Regions from separate parts of the Mus musculus genome. Here region 2 is linked to region 1. The links are chromatin contacts, called in public promoter capture Hi-C maps. All regions are on one chromosome and are shown on one strand. The core of a region is the stretch at or near the end of the contact, and the rest is flanking DNA. Distances in the headings are between cores, read along the strand shown.

What was found. Promoter capture Hi-C pulls out the DNA fragments that hold promoters and counts their contacts.
Region 2: a contact with region 1 is called in a promoter capture Hi-C map of pre-B cells, with 4 times the contacts expected there. The contact joins the promoter of Phf2os1 here to the promoter of Susd3 in region 1. A contact is called at or near these places in 5 of 39 promoter capture datasets (the C10 cell line, the HPC-7 cell line, liver and 2 more), 2 of 484 Hi-C or Micro-C datasets (B cells and CD4 T cells), 2 of 115 datasets of contacts at active chromatin or transcription factors (double positive thymocytes and effector CD8 T cells) and 1 of 9 other capture datasets (liver).

Annotation. Positions count from the first base shown.
Region 1 is chr13:49,245,730-49,250,493 of GRCm38.p6, forward strand. It overlaps Susd3 (sushi domain containing 3), which reads right to left and starts at 2,565. Exons shown (of 5, transcript NM_025491.4): 1 at 2,316-2,565. The coding sequence starts at 2,403.
Region 2 is chr13:48,868,736-48,873,499 of GRCm38.p6, forward strand. It overlaps Phf2os1 (a long non-coding RNA gene), which reads left to right and starts at 2,216. Exons shown (of 2, transcript XR_003950516.1): 1 at 2,216-2,468; 2 at 4,117-4,764. It overlaps Phf2 (PHD finger protein 2), which reads right to left and starts at 2,150. Exons shown (of 22, transcript NM_011078.3): 1 at 1,933-2,150. The coding sequence starts at 2,030.

The sequences.
Region 1 (4,764 bases), core at 1,315-3,814:
GCAGGAGCCCTGGACACCAGCAGCGAGGACAACATGTGGTCCTAATCCCGAGTATGTAAGGCCCGTAGCCTGGCTTTGTGCCCTCAGGGAAGTCATCTGTTCTCTCTGAGCCCATCTTCCTATGCCCCTGAAACCATGGGCCATCCAGGCTGGGGTCCAGACCATAGACTGTGTTCTCTTTCCGTGGCAGAACAGAGGCTACTCCAGCCAAGGCAAATGTATCTCTGAATCTTCTGGGGGTGCATAAGGCAAGGGGAGAGGAGCGCCATGCTGATTCACACCGGCTAGCACTGGGCCTCAGTTGCTCTTATGTAGTAATGGGCACAGCAGGCTACAGGGATGAAGCTGAGAACACCCTTCAAAAGGCCCACCTGCACTTATTCACTGAGCCTCTCTTCTTGTACTTTTCAAGGTCCCTTCTGGGGTTAGCAGGAGGTGGCCTCCAGCCACTGGAACCCTGTGTTCCTGGAAAACCTCCCAGACTAAGGAGTTCAGGAGCTGCCCTGGGAGCAGAGCCAAACCCTCTATCCAGTCTAGATAGGAGACCCGGGCTGAGTGAGGGGTGGGGGGAAAGATGACAACACACTTAGTCCTGCCCGGAGTCCTACCCACAGGAGAACACAGACCACCAGAATGTTCAGTAATGGGCCCATTCTACAGACTGTGGGAACTACACATCCCCATTTTTTTTAATCTCTCAATTATCTTCTGACAACACCAAACTATCTCCACACAGCTTCAGGCCTTCTTTTCCCTTCCCTTCCTGGCCTGTTAAACAGGCTAAGGAAGCCCCACAGACTCTTCTAATCAAGAGGCTCTCCTATACTCTGGGAATCCTGTCCACAGCCTTGGGGCAGGAATACCGCACTCACCTAGCATCTCCTAAGGGAACTGAGACACTGGGGTAGGGACTCATCCCTAGTAAGAGAGGACTACAACCAGAACTACAACAAGGAGCCTGGGACATGCTTAGAAACTGGGTGCCAAGGACACACTGTGAGGATGTGGATTCCTCCTGATGCCAGGTAGGGCAAGGGACAACTGAGACACTGGACTCTCAGACTTTCTCCAGAGATTCCGATGCAAATAGCCTTTTGTTTGCAAATTAAGCAGGGCCCCAAGGCCACCCCAAGGGATAACCTTAGGCAAGGCCATCCACTTCTAGCTGGTGACACCTACTCCTCCAGACTACTATGCAGAAGGTACTCACAAGCATGTCCCCCCTTCCCCCCAGCAGTACCAGGCCCAGAGTTAGCCTCTTCTAACACAAAGGCGCTCCTGTGGAGTAACAATTAGAAAGCTAAAACTAGCCACACCTGTGGGGCCAGCAATGGGCTGGCACGATGGGATGGTATCAAACGGATCAAACCCACTAAAGGTTTCTCAACCTGGGGGTCAGTCGACCCTTTCACAGGGATCTCCTAAGACCGTTAGAAAACACAGTTATTTGCAATAGGATTCATAACTAGCAGGATTACAGTTATGAAGCAGCAATGGAAATAAATTTATGGTTGGGGGTTACCACAGCACGAGGAACCGTATTAAAGGGTCGCAGCATTATGACGGTTGAGAAGCACTGCTCTAGGGTGAGGGCAATGTGCCTACAGATCCTCAGCTTCCTCCAGTGCAATGCAGCTAAGCCCTCCACAGAGGCAGGAAACCTCCTGGATGCGCAGGACTGAGCTCTTGGGAGGAATGTGGTTTTGGTGGTGTTTCTAAGAGTTAGCAAAGCTGACATCAGCATCGCTTCTCGCCCTTTTGGCTAAGATCAAGTGTAGAACCCTCTTCGGCACACTTAACAACCATTTTCCCTCCTCCCGGAGACCTCTGACCTTTGACAGCCTAGATGCAGCCCGGGTCCTGGTTGCTGGATAACCTCCCATCTCCTCTATCACAGGCTCACTTTCCCTTTGGTAAAGTGTGGCTGGAGTAATCAACAAAGATGATAACAACTCTCTGCAACCCAGAAGACATTTCCATGACTCCCTCCAACCCCGGGCCGCACACCCCGCCAGGTGAAGCCGGCTCCGACTTCCGCAGGCACCTGGGACTGCGCGGGGCGACCGTCGCCGAATCCGTGCAAACGCTAAGAGGTGCCCGCCGCCTGGTTTCGGGCCGCTCGCCGCCCCGTTTCGGCTCAGTTGGGGTCGCCCGCTGGATCGGCGGGAAGTCAAGAAGAAAGTTCGTTCTCGAGAAGGCCCTGGCAGTGCGATGCACGCCCCCTTCCTGGACAGGGTCCCCAGCACAGCAGCCCCTCGCCCCTCTACTTCTCCGTCGGTGAAGAGGGCACTGAGAACTGCGGCCCTAGCCCTCACCTGTCTGGTTCACTGGGACAGGCGTTGTGTTCCCAGCACGCCACCGCGGCCTCGCTCGGCCCCGAAGGGTCGCAGACGTTCGGCGCATCCTGAGCGCTCCGCAGTGTTCTGTGGAGCTTGCGGAGGTGGGGGCGGGACTTAATTGAGGGGCGGGTCGTTGGAAGGCGTGGCTGTCTCTAGCCACACCCAGGTCGCGCCCTCCAAGACGCTAGAGTTGAACTTTAGTCCGGTCCCGCCAACCCCTTGCACTGGGTGGCAGAAGTGGGATTGGACACCTGGAGGGGCAGAGAATGGGGAGCCTCCAGGCTGATCGCCTCGAAGTAAGCCTTTGAGCTAGAGCCGTCTTTCTGCACACCCTTCCTCTCCCGACTCACCTTTGGACTCTAGGGCCAGGCAGGTGACCTTGGAGAGTGACAGCCTCCTCATTCTCTTCTGGAGTCAGGGTTGGTAGCACCCCCTAATGTCTCCTTTTCACTTGAACTTGCGAGTCACGCGTGATGTGACTTTCTTTAATGTCCTAAAGTTGAAATCAAGCTTATGTCCGGTCTGCTGCATCGTGAAAGGCAGGTCCATCCACAGACCCCACTGTGATACCAACCCCTCTCCTACCCCACCCCCACCATACTCTGAGATATCAGAATTCCTGGCCACATAGCCAGAGATCCCTGTCTGCCAGTGGAGAGCAGCTGCCTGGAGGCTCAGGGATGGGACTTAGAGGGATTTAAAGTGTCCTTGATTTGTGGGTAGAAGCTGTGAAGGACGTGGGGGGGGGGAGGCACCTACCACCATCGTGTGGCTCAGTGCCGCCCCTCCCCCCTCCCCCTCCCCCTCCCCCTCCCCCAATGTTCAGCAGCGCTGACCAACAGTTATTTAGGGTGGGGATGTTTCCTAGGCTTACAGAACAAAGCACTACAGATAGAACTCCACAGAACCACAGATCCACGTTGTCTCATCATACAGGAGGTGGGGCCAGAGCTCTTCAAAGTCTCCAGGGAGCATCCTTTTTTTCTTTAGATTTATTTTACTTTTATGCATGAACGGTTGGCCTGCATGTATGTGTGCCTTCTGCATGCCAGTGGTTGGCTGTGTGTCACCATGTGGGTGCTGGAAACCAAACTCAGATCACATGCAAGAACAGCAGGTGCTCTTTACTGCTGAGCTATCCTTCCAGCTCTTGTTTTCTTGGTTCTTTAGTCTCTACTCAATAGAAAAAAAAAATGAGAATTTCACCCCCAAAACCTTTCACAATGACTCAAGCCCTAACATTCCATTGTCGATGGGTAAAAGGTTCAGATAAGAGCTGTACAGGGCGCCGGGGCGGTGGTGGCGCACGCCTTTAATCCCAGCATTTGGGAGGCAGAGGCAGAGGCAGGCAGATTTCTGAGTTTCAGGCCAGCCTGGTCTACAAAGTGAGTGCCAGGACAGCCAGGGCTACACAGAGAAACCCTGCCTCGAAAAAAACTCCCTCCCCCCCCCCCCAAAAAAAAAAGAGCTGTCCATGGGAAAGCACAAGGATTAACTTCCTGATGGTAGGTTAGAGGGGAGGAGAGGAGTTGGTTATATGCCTGGGATCTGACCACTTTGCAGTTCTACCATCCAGGGTGAGTCAGCTCATCAACAACTAGCACCCACCTCCACCCACCTCGGGTTCAGAAATGATGGCTTGAGAACCCTTTGAGGGTGTGTGTGTGTGTGTGTGTGTGTGTGTGTGTGCCATGGGGGTGACTACTGAGCACCTGACACCTGCCAGGCCAGTTCAAGAGCCAAGGATACAACAGGGCACAGGGAAAACTGTCAGGAAGCTGGCTCCTCCCCCTCACGCCTCACTGCCACTGGGCAGTGAGGTTACAGGCATTCTTTATTCTGGACTTTCTACTCTCTTTCCTGTATTTTCTGACTTTGCAACAATGAGTAAGTGTATTGTCTAATCAGAAAGCAGAAAATAGGATCAGCAAGATGGCCCAGTGGGTAAAGGTGCTTGCTCTGTAGGCCTGGCAACCTGTGTGTGGAAAGAGAGAACCACGGAGTAATCCCCTGCCTTCACACACACACACACACACACACACACACACACACACACACACACACACATGCTAAATTAAAATCTTAAAACCAGGAAACAAATATGTGAGGAGGAAGAAGAGAAGGAGAAAGAGGAGGAGGAGGAGGAGGAAGAGAAGAAGGAGGAGGAGGAGAGGAAGGAGGAGGAGGAGGAGGAGGAGGAGGAGGAGGGAGGAAGTGAGAATGTCTGTAGAGACACCAGACCCTCGGAAAGCTGGCGTTACTGGCAGTTGTGAGCTGTCTGATGTGCATGGTGGGAACCAGACTCCGGGTCTCTGCAAGAGAGAAGCAAGTGCGCTTAATTGCTGACCCACCTCTCCAGTTCTCCATAACAGATATTTCTCAAAGCGTCGTACTCGTAAACAATCTCAAACATCCCCAAAGCCAC
Region 2 (4,764 bases), core at 966-3,465, 380 kb before region 1:
AGGCTACAGGAGCAGGAAGAGGCCCCAGCCTTTCCCTCCCTGCCTGACCTCAGGCCCCAACCCTTGATCCTGCACAAAGCTAGGGAGAGCTCTAGCCCCAGGAAGAGGGGTAACTCATGGTGCACTGGAGCTTAAGAAACCACCTGCTGTGAAGGGTCCCTTTTACTGCCCACAGACCCAAATACATGCAAATGTAGCTGTGCTAATCAACTGCCTGTCTCAGAGCAAATCAAAATCCTCAGAGAAACAGTAAGGTGACTAGACCTCCAAAACCAAAGCAAACAATAAACAACAAACCTCTTCCAGCATCAAGACTCATTATCTCACCCCCCCACCCCCTTCTCTGCCTCGGCAGCAGCCCAGCTGACAGGTAACCAGAGGTGCTATAGGTCTTGGATTGAGACAGGAAGAAGGGGTGCCACCACTCTCAGGGCTACTCAAGTCCAGATTCCCAGCGTTTCTGGATTTGGAGAGGCCTCCGGGCTATCACCCACTGTGATCTGGCCACAAACCCTTCGAGATGGATGCCAGTTGGTGGCTGTTTATAGTGGCCCTGTTTTGGAGCAGAGCCCAGGGGTCACACAACTCTGAGTGCTCTCCACAACCCTAGATATTTGGGGGAGGCAACACAAGATACTCGAGGGATTCCAGTGAGCCATACAGGACCACCCCTCGTAAGGCCAGCCAGGTTGCCCTACAAGAGTGGGCCTCTGTCCCAGGGCCTACAGATGTGAGAAGGCCCATCAAATCCTGGCCACCTAGCTCCCAACACTTAAAGATGACTAGACCAGAGACCACAGCTCTTTTTCAAGACTCCCTAAAGATCCTGGATGTGAGATATCAGAAGGGTCTTCTCTCTAGAAGGAAGGTCAGGGACGGTCCAGAACCACACACCGTTCTCTCCCTCCAGCCTGCTACTCGCTGTTAAAAACTCACACCCAGGGGACAGACAGACCTGTCCAGCTTCAGGCCAGCCCTCTTGAGGCCCAAGCACATCCCACAGGCAAAGTCAAACACAAGAGAACCTGTTGGAGCAGTTTAAGCAGGATGATCACCTCTTTCTCCTCCTCTTACTTCTAAGTAGGAAGGGACTTAGGCTCTTAAAAAGTAGACACAAGGCCAGGTCATGGCCACCGGCAAGGGCCCAGAGGGCGGGTTTAGTATCTCCAAGCTTACCTCTTTCCCTCCTCCCCATCTTCCTTAAAGAGCATAAGGTCATGTCAAAACTGGGGTTCCTCTGCCTGAAGCAGAGAGGAGGGAAATGGGGAGCCGAGCAGGCCAGGAAATGAGCGGCCAAGCCACAACACCCCCACCCCAACACACAGACACTCACGTCGGTCTGTCACTGCACTCCCGCCTAGGCCCGCAGGCCGGCCCGAGCCAGTAGGCACGCGGGGTCCCCGGTGGGGTCCTGCCCGCCAGGACACAGTCCCGAGGGGGTTCCCGGGATCCAGCACAGACGGGGGGCACTGGCCGCTACCTCGCTACCGTTCCCCCGGTCCACCCGAGCCCTGCCAGCTCCGGAGCCCGCCAGTCGCGCCTCTCGGGGGACCCGCGCCGGGCCGCGCGCCCGCCTCTCCCGGCCCGGCCGCCCCGAGCCCGCGCGGGGAAAGTTCCTGCAACTTCGCAGGGGGCTGGCGGCGGGGGCCCCGGGCCTGGGCCTCGTCCGGCTCCTGGCCTCCGCGGCCACTGCGGCCCCGCTGTCAGACGACCGGGTCCCAGCCCCATCGCGGCCGGAGCCCCAACTTCCCCGCGCCCCTCGCCCGCCCCGGCCACGGGCCTCGCTTTGTGCGCGGCGGCCGTACGCCCCCGCCCTGGGCACAAAAGGGCGCGCGGCCCGGCGGCCGAACGCGGCTGCGGTGCCCGGCGGGGCCCGGGGCGCGCGACCAGGGCGCGGGGCTCGGTGGGCCGGGCGGGCCGCGGCGCGCTCACCTGCCGTGGAACCAGTCCTTGCAGGCATCGCACTCGATCATAAAGCGGGTAACGTCGTAGGGCAGCCGGCAGACGCAGTACACGGGCACCGTCGCCATGTTGCCGCGCCGCCGCTCGCCCCGCCGCTGCGCTGCCCGGGTCGGGCCGGGCCGGGCCGGGGGCCGCGCGGCGAGGGCGGCGGGGGCGGCGGGCGCGGGCGCCGCGGCCGGAGCGGACGGGGCCGGGGGCGCTCGGCAGGGCCCGCGCGCGCGCTCGCGGCCGGGCGCGTCCACACAATGCCGGCGCGGGCTGCTGGGGCCGCGCCGGGAGCCGCCCGCCGGGCCGCGGGGCGCAGGGCTGAGAGTGCGCGGGGGGCCCGGCCGCGCGCGGGACACAAAGCGAATGGACGCGCGGGGGCGGCGGGCGGGGAGCCGCGGCCCCACCGAAGGGACCCCCGGCCGCCGAGCGGCCGCTACGTCAGCGCCCCGGGTGGCGCCGCCTCCGCCCGCCGGCCTGGGCCCCGCTCCCGCCGCCGGGAAGGCGGGCCGCGGTAGAAGGTGGGCCGCGGGCCTGGGGGAGCCAGCAGCCGGGCTCGGGGGCACCCCGCGGGAGAGGGTGGCCCCGGGACTCCCAGGGAGACGAGCCGCGGAGCCCCCTGCCCCCGACTACGTGAACACAGTTCGCACAGCCCTGCCTTAGCCAGAAGCAACTCCTTGGCCTTAACTTTCTTCTGACCCCGAAGTGGGATGGACAGGGGGATCTTCCTCCTCTTCCTGGGCCCGGCAGCCTCCCTCCCATCCCGAACTGCGACTGAGTTGCTGGCTTTTGAATAACCTCCCCTTCCCCTTCTTTCTAGCTGGGGGCTGCCTTGCTTCCTCGTACGATCCGGTGAACTTTCCCGATGCTCCGGCAAAAGTCAGGGGACCCGAGAGTGAACTGTTTGTTGTAGGACACAGCTTACCTGGGATTGGTGCCGCCCAGGACCCCTTATTACAACCCATAGACCCACAGACCTTAGGAGCGGAGGACAGTCCAGTGAGTCGCAACTGAGCCACAGGACTGCTGGGGAAGACAAGGGGTTATGTTGTCGCTCTCGCCCCTGCAGTCTTGCTCTGAACTGGCTCCCTGGTCTCACCTGTCCTGCTTAGAGCTTTTTTGTTGGTTGGTTGGTTGGTTGTTTGGTTGGTTGGTGAGATATGAATGAGGGTCCTTCTCTGTCCCCTACCCAGGTCGACCCTGATGAGCAGGGCCATATATTTAGGAAGAAAGCTGTCTGCTAGATCTGCTTCCCCTTTGCCTGTCCCCACACAATACGTGGAGATGCTAGTCTCTGCAGATACATTCCAGAGTTTCAGACCTCTGCTTACCTTGACAAGGCAGAGTCCCAGTTATCCCTGCCCAGAGTGCGGCTGCCAATCAGCTCCATTGCTGGCAACTCAGAGGATAGCCTGTTATGGAATCTGCCCTCAACCAACCCCCACCCTTCCCAAATAGGTAAACCCAGGGCCACAAATCAGGATCCGAACCAGGGCAAGCACTGTGTAACCTAAGGGCACACATGTGGCAGGGGAGATAGGAAATTGGGGCGGGGGGCGCAGACAGGTTACCCCGTCAACCTGTACACAATGAATTCATTTCAAGCTACCTGCCTGAACTCCAGCTGTCCCCTTGGGTCTCCTCTGTACTGGATGGTCCTTCCCCTTACAAGGCAAGAAACAGCTGTTAATCCCCTGTCCCTGTCACCAGGCATGTGTCCTGGTGGGGTAGGCACTGCCCTGTTACCTAAGGCACTCTCCCCAAGAGGTGGTGCAGTTGTCATTCAGCAGAAGTGAAAACTGAAGCTCAGAGCAGTTAAATGCAGAAGGGAAGTAGCCTACCAAAGGTGGGGGCAGAGGGAGCAAGGGAAGAGGACACCCCTGCCCAAGTCCCGAACCTGTTCCTCTCACCTCACCTTTCCCCCAGAAAGCCTGTTCTCCTTCTGGTGGGGTACTGACCACTGGGTGCCTCCATTTACTCTCCTTATCTTCTGACATTCTCTCTGGCAGCCAGCTGTGCCCACTACAGCTGCCCCTGTGCTTGGGGATCAGGTACCCTGATTCTCAGAGCCCTCCCGAAGCTGCTGAGCTATACAGCAGTACAGACCCTACCCCAGGCCTCTGGCCCTAACTTCTGTTTGTTTTCTCCATCCCTTCTCCCACCTCCTAGCCTTAGATGTTTATTGAGCACCTACTCTATGCTGACAGCTGTACACCAGCACTCGGCTTTCCTGTTCATCCTGGAGTAGAAAGAACCAGGGATGGACTTAGATCTGAGTCAGCGATGGGAGAAAGAATGAGAAGGCTGAATGAACAGATGAGTCATCCTCTGAGAACATGACCCAGGAGAGGGGACAAGGTGCTCCTGCTAGCAACAAGAGGTAGAGATGCTCCGGAGCGGGGGTGGGGGTGGGGGGCAGTGTGGTCTGGTGGCCCCCTCTACTGGAGCTTCCTGCCCACCCCCCCCTCGCTCCTCAGGGCTCAGCTCCAGCTCAGCAGCCACACCTGTTCCCACACCACCACTCACATGCCCATTGGCTAGCCTGTGGCCCTATAAGGGGCAATGGCTCACAGGTATGTGGTCTCCACATCAGCTTCGTATCCAGGCACTCCAGTGACACCATGACTTTGGTACTGCACAGCAGCCCCCAGCTTCTTGGCACAGACAAGTCTGCCTCCACGGAGGTATACAGAGGCAACTCTGTTGTCTTGCTTGTAAATATCAGAGTTACCCAGAATCATTCCTAAAGTGCCGGCTTCCTTGTTTGTTTAGTTTGTCTTTCCATGTATTTATTTAGGGTATGTGTGTGTGTGACCG